2 separate regions of the Sus scrofa genome follow, and region 2 is linked to region 1. Evidence: chromatin contacts called from public HiChIP or PLAC-seq data. All regions are on one chromosome and are shown on one strand. Each heading gives the region's core, a stretch centred on a gene start, on an enhancer-like site or on the middle of the called end of the contact. The rest is flanking DNA. Distances are from core to core; before and after follow the strand shown. Region 1 holds the start of HPS6 (HPS6, biogenesis of lysosomal organelles complex 2 subunit 3). Region 2 holds the start of LDB1 (LIM domain binding 1).

Region 1 (3,144 bases), core at 252-2,751:
GGAGGAAAACTGGCGTTCCTCTGGTGGCGCAGTGGAAACAAATCCGACTGGTATCCATGAGGATGTGGGTTCGATCCTTGGCCTTGCTTAGTGGGTTAAGGATCTGGCACTGCCATGAGCTGTGGTGTAGGCTGCACATGAGGCTCGGATACTGCCTTGCTGTGGCTGCGGTGTAGGCCAGCAGCTGTAGCTGACCCCTAGCCTGGGAACTTCCATATACCGCAGGTGAGGCCCTAAAAAAAATATAAGAATAAGAATAAAGAGGAAAATTAGAGGAGAAAGATGCTGCAGAAACCACAGGAGAGTCTTTCAATAGGAAGTTGTCAAATATCTCAAAGAGAAAAGGATATCAAAATGCCTTGAAAACTTCAGGAAAATCTACTTCAGATAAGCAGTGGTTTGGGAAATGCATGGAAGGAGAGAAGTTAGAGGCGACCAATGCTAGGTCTTTGCAAGACATTTGACTTTGAAAGGGAAAAAAGGGCATAATAGTGATAAAGGTTGGGGGAGAAGAGGATGAAAGAGTGACTTCCAAGACAGGAGAGATTGGAGAGTGTTTCCATGCTGAGAGCAAAAGGACAGAATGAGCCTGATGAAACAGGAAAGGATGCAGTTCTCAGAGAAGTTACGTGAGAGGGAGAGGCAAGGCTCATGACAGAAGGACTGGTCGTGGAGGGTGGAATACCACGGCACCCGAGAAAGAAGCCTGGGGTAGAAAGGACTCCTGCACGTCAATTTGTAGGTGTTGCTGGAGAGATTACACACAGACTCAGTGTCATTAAAGTATGCTGTAATTTTGTTTTCTAGCAAAATGTTATAGTTTGGGTGAACTGTTGACAAAGTGGTTTGGTGCGTTGGCGCTGGACCCAGATTGCCTGTAGTTGAAATTCCACTCTACCTCTATGGCTTAATAGCTGTGTGATCTGAGTCCATTTACTTTCTCTCTCTGTGCTTCGTTTTTCTTATCTGCAAAATGGGGGAGGGAGTCACACAATAAGTGCTATGGAAGTCCTAGCTATTATTTTTTTCAACTAGATTGTCATCTCCATGAAGTTGAGGTTTTCCCTTTTGTTCAGGGTTGTCTACTCAGAGCCTGGCATTTAATAGGTGCTTCATAAGAATTTCATGAATAAACTGGGGTGATAGTGGAAGGAAGGGAACCCTTGGGAGCTGGATGCTGAGCGGGCTGGAATCTCGATTCCTGAGTCAGACTCTGGGCCACTCCGCGGCTTCCCGGGGCCTAGGGCAGCGGGGCGACACCCCGGATCTCAGATCGCCCCGAGGGCTGGCAAGGTCGGAGGCGCTGAGACTTTGTGTGCCCGGAAGGCTCCACCCCCAGAGGGGCTCCCGCGACTCCGCCCCTAGTGGGCGGTGTTGCGCCCGCGGGGCGTAAACAAGGGCACGTCCCTTAGCTCGCCTGGAGGCGCAAGGCTGGGCGTGGCCGACTCTGAGCCGGGCCTTGGCTCATCCACCAGGGACGGAAGTCAGCCCAGCTCTCGACCTCCCGCGGGAACCCGGGACTAAGAGCCGGGCCTCGCCCCGCGGGGTGGCAGGCCTGGGCGTGTTTCTGAGCGGCGGCACCATGAAGCGTGTGGGGACTCTGCGCCTGCTCTCGGAGCTAAGCAACTTCAGCGGCGCGGCCCGGCTCCGGGAGTTGCTGGCCGCCGACGCAACCGTCCGAGTCCGTTGCAGCCCGGACGGCCGCCACCTGCTGTTGCTGCGACCCCCGGGGGCGCCGGCCCCGCAGCTATTGGTTGCGGTGCGTGGACCCGGCACGGAGCTGGAACGTGCCTGGCCCGCTGGCCAGCCCTCACCAATAGACGCCTTCTTCCTGCAGTGGCCGTCTCGACCAGCGCTGGTTCTGGTGTGGGAGAGTGGCCTAGCCGAGGTGTGGAGCGCCGGGGTGGGCCCTGGCTGGCGGCTGTTGCAGAGCACTGAGCTGTGTCCCAGCGGTGGAGCCCGTGTGGTGGCCGTGGCGGCGCCCAGGGGCCGCCTGGTGTGGTGTGAGGAGCGTGAGGCCGGTGCTAAGGGAGGGGTAGAACCTCCCCCAGTGGCTTTCAGCCACTCTGTGTGTGTCCGCACCCTGGAACCCAGCGGGGAGGCTGGCACCAATCTGGGCCGCACGCATGTCCTGCTGAACCACTGCCCGCCTTTTGGGCTGCTGGCCTCCCGCAAGGACCTCTTCCTGGTGCCCACTGCCACCACCTGGCCTGGCGTGGGCCACGTTCTACTCATCTGGAGGCCAGGCAAGGGCACTGTGGTGGTAGCTGCCCCATGTCTTGGCCTCTCCCACAGTAAAAGCTTGAATCCTGGACGAGGGGACACATGGGACTTCAGGACCCTGCTCCGAGGCCTTCCTGGGCTGCTGTCCCCCAGGCAGTCACTGACTGTACATACCTGGGCCCCAGCTCCCCAGGGCCTGCTATGGCTTGACTTCAGCGGCGCCGTGAGCCTGGTGCAGCCACACGGTGGTACCCGGGCTGTTGGCACCCTGCAGGAGGCACCTACTGGCCTGGCAGGATCTGCAGCACTGGGCACATTTCAAGGCACTGTGGCGTGTGCACTGGGCTCCACATTGGAACTGCTGGACATGGGCAGCGGGCAGCTGCTGGAGAGGAAGATCCTAAGTACAGACCGAGTATATTTGCTGGAACCCCCAGCCCCTGGCATGGAGGATGAGGAAGAGCTGGAGACCCGAGGTGGTCTTCGTTTGCTTTCAGCCTTGGGTCTCTTTCGAGTAAGCTGGAAGCCCCACAGGGGCTTGAGCTGCCTTCGGCTGAAGGTCTGGTGTTTGAGGAAGCCTGTGAGTACTACCAGCGGCGGAGCCTGCGGGGTGCCCAGCTCACCCCAGAGGAGCTGAGACACAGTAGCACATTCCGGGCACCTCAGGCCCTGGCCTCCATCCTCCAGGGCCACGTGTCCCCATCTACACTGTTGACCACACTGAGGGCTGAGCTTCGGGATTACCGGGGCTTGGAGCAGCTCAAAGCCCAGCTGGTGGCTGGGGATGAGGAGGAGGCTGGCTGGACTGAGCTAGCAGAGCACGAAGTGGCACGGCTGCTGAAGACTGAGCTGGTGGGAGACCAGTTGGCCCAACTCAACACCATTTTCCAAGCCCTCCCTACAGCGGCCTGGGGTGCCATC
Region 2 (3,402 bases), core at 73-2,572, 44 kb after region 1:
CCAGGCAGGATTCCAGCTTGGCAGGCTCTTCTCTCTCCTCCTCTCCCCCACCCTCTGCAGCAGGAGCCAGGGGTTCCCACACCCGGATATTCCAGGATCCTCAGGCTCTACTAGCCCTCCCTCTGGGCCCCATGCCCCTTAAATGTCAGCCTCAGCAGGCACTTTAAGTGTGTGCCCAGCCCAGCCCAGCTTGGCCTGGGTCACATGATTTTCAAGGAAGCTTTCAGGCTGGCAGCTTCCCTTGGGGATTGTGTGTTTGGCAGGGGGTGTCCAGTTGTGGGGTATGGGCCTCCCAGAGAACAGGGCATGTGGAGGGGCAAGGATCCAAACCAGGAACACCTGACTTTCAAAAGAAAGCCAATTCCTGCCTGGGACAGGACAGGAGGAGGTTCTGCTGATAATTCAAGAACCAAGAGTCCTGGAGATGGGTATAAACCATGCTCTGAGGCCCTCTGAAGACTACCTCTCCTGTCACATGGCCCCTCTCTTTCCTCCTGGCAGAGGCTCCTGCTAGAGCCTTCTTCCTCCCCAGGAAAGAACTCAGACCCAGGCTACTACTGGCAAGAACTGATGTGTTTTTGAGGAGGCAGGGATCCTAACCTAACTAAGCCCTCTCTCTGGGGTCAAGCATTGCTCCCCTCAACTCTGACAAGTCACTCTATTTCCCAGCCTGCCTGGGGCGGCCACATCCCCCCTCCCACTAGGGCGGAGATGCCAGACCCGAGGGCCCAATTATCTGCCCCACCCCCCCCAACCTCCTATCCCCGAGGAGGGCCAACCTTCCCTAGCAACAGGCAGGATAATTTGGAGGGGGGCAAGATGGCCCCCAATCAATCCCTCCTCCCAAACACGGAGTTCAGAAACAGCCTGGAGGGAGGTGTCACAGAATGTGTAAGAGGGAATAGGCAGCAAGGAAGGTGGGGGCAACCCAAACCAGCCAATCACAACTCTATGATGACCTGAGGGGGGGGTCAAAAGTCCAGACTCACTTCTGATTGGCTAACACCCTGGAATTCTGGGAATTTCAGCCCCCCAAACCCATCCCCAATTAGCCTCCCCCCAAAAAAACACACACAACCTATCCCCAGCACCTCTTCCCCGTGCCTCTGGGCTGCTGCGCATTTACACAGTTGAGGAAAACCCTCCCCTCACCGAGGCCCCACACACCCCACACAGCCCCCGGCCACCGCCATGCCATCGACGCCCCCCCCCCCACAAGTTCTCGCCAAACAAGGGGTGAGGGATCGGCTGGGAAGGTTCGGGAGGGAGGGGCCGGGCGGCCGCGCGCCCCACTCACCAGGACAGGCACAGCCCACTGACATCTTCACATCGCCCGCCGCTGGGGGCCCAGCCGAGTCACGGTGCCCGCCCCGCACAGGGACAGGCCGGGCATGAGCCGCCGCCGCCGCCCGCGGCCCTCGCTGCCCTCGCGGCCGGCCCGGCCCGGCCTCGGCCCGGTGCGGGCGTCCCCTGGCTGCAGCTAGGGGCCTGTCAGGCACAGAGCAGACAGGAAGGAAATCAGGCAGGAAGGCGAACTGCCTCTGCGTGTGTGCGCGCGGGTGTGCGTCCCCGGAGTGTGTGTCCGTGTGTGCGCGTGTGCGTGTGCGTGTCTGTGCGCTCCCGCCGCCCTTCCTGCCGCCGCCGCCGCTCGCCCCCCTCTCGCTCTCGCGCTCCCTCTCGTTCTCCCTCTAGCTCTCGTAGGCGCCCGCTCTCCAGCCCCCGTTGGGCTGGGCCGGGCTTTATTAATATGCTAATTGCCTGCTAGTGGGAGGGGAGAGCCATGTCAAAGTGACCCAGGCGGGCGCGCTGCAAGCGGCGACGTGCGTGCGCCGCGCGGCGGGCGGGCGGCGAGAGGCCGGCAGCGTTCTGGGCTCGGCATGCATGTGACGCAGCTTTTATAAAAGGAGACCGAGGCAGCGACCCCGAGGCGGAGAGGGCGGGCGAGGGGGGAGGAAAGGAGGCGAAGCCTCACGCAGTGTGTCTGTCCTCCGGCCGCCGCCGAGTTGGGAGCGTGGAGGAGCCGGAGCGGGAGCCGGGGCTAGGGAAGGCGGAGCCAGGGTGAGCTGTGAGGTGTAGCTCTCTCTCCACCCCCGGCCGCGCTCAGGGAGGGAAACCGGACTGCCGACCCCCAGCCCCTGCTCTCTGCTGAAAGCCGAATACTTATTCTGGAGGCCCCTGGTTCTACGCCCCTGTCCCTACCTGGGTGGGGAAAGCAGCGCTACCTTAATTCTTGTAGCCACCCTTGGCGCATCTCCCCTCTAAATTAACTGCCCCTCCCTTGCCTGCTAAACCAGTTGGGACTGCAGCTAAAAGGGTTAATTAGGCGAGATCCCGCCTAAGAGCCTGAGAAATGCGTTTTGCAGGCGGCGGGGGGTTGGGGGGAGCAGAATGACCGCCAGGTTGGGCTGGGGAGGGGGGACTCCGCAGGCCATCCTTCCTCCGAGCAGACTCTGACTCATCAGTCAAGACGCTCTCCTCCCTCCCCCTTTTTCCATCCAGTCTTGGCCTCCCTCTCCCGGCCTCCCCCCTCCTCTGGAAGCTGCTTTCCTTGAGGGCCTCGAAGACTGGGGAGAACAGGAAATATACCCCTCCAGTGCCCCTTACGCCTGGGGTCTGGGGCCTTGGGGGGGGGCGGTGGAAGGGAGGATGATGTGGTTGGTCAACGTAAGGGACACTCCTGTCCCAGGGAGGCGCCTCCCAACCTTCAGCACTCCTCAAGGATTCCCCAACCTAACCTGGAGGGGCGTCGGGGGACTCCGTCTCCATCCCTTCCCAAAAGCCCAGCTTTAGCTGCCTCATAAACAGGAAATACCTATTAGCCGGAAGGAGGGAGGGGAGGGGAGCTGTCTGGAAGAGGGAGTTGGCCCCCTTCACTTCTGGGGGGTCCTCAGCTGCTAGCTTTTCTTCCTTAAGCTTTACGGTGGGCTCCACAAGTAGACCCTGAGGACCTGGGCTGGTCCCCGCCACCCCCCGTTTCCAGGGCTTTTGGCCCAGACTGTGTGGAGGGTCCTCCTTCCCTTTGTTACTTAGGTGGGGATTGATTGTGAAGGTTCCCTCACCCCCGCCCAGAGTCTGCAGGGCTGGCTTAACTGACTGGGGGAGGGTTACAGATGTGGAGGCTTAAATGTTTATGAGACCCTTTCTCTCTCCACCTTGGCTTTTGCTGAGGGAGCATGAAATGATGGGCAGTTGCAGATTCTGGGGGTTGAAAAGAGGGCCGGCCCAGGAATGGGGATCCCCTCCTTTGTGCTTAGGAGAAGGTGGGGGAAGGGAGCTGTAAGGACAGCCCTGCACAAACTCCAGCATTCCATCTGCAGTTGTGGATTCCCCCACCCCCAGCTTTCCCTATCTTCATCCCCTGGGGGGTGAAGAGGGGAGGGTAGAAGGCTGCAGAGGGATGTG

Evidence for each region. HiChIP or PLAC-seq counts read pairs in DNA pulled down with a chosen protein or histone mark.
Region 2: an H3K27ac HiChIP or PLAC-seq map of skeletal muscle shows a contact between it and region 1. The contact joins the promoter of LDB1 here to the promoter of HPS6 in region 1. A contact is called at or near these places in 1 of 5 promoter capture datasets (liver), 5 of 47 Hi-C or Micro-C datasets (embryonic fibroblasts, epiblast stem cells, heart right ventricle and 2 more) and 2 of 2 datasets of contacts at active chromatin or transcription factors (alveolar macrophages and skeletal muscle).

Annotation. Positions count from the first base shown.
Region 1 is chr14:113,080,480-113,083,623 of Sscrofa11.1, forward strand. HPS6 (HPS6, biogenesis of lysosomal organelles complex 2 subunit 3) reads left to right here and starts at 1,502. Exons shown (of 2, transcript NM_001098590.1): 1 at 1,502-2,742; 2 at 2,745-3,144. The coding sequence starts at 1,583.
Region 2 is chr14:113,125,133-113,128,534 of Sscrofa11.1, forward strand. LDB1 (LIM domain binding 1) reads right to left here and starts at 1,323. Exons shown (of 11, transcript NM_001078685.1): 1 at 1,298-1,323.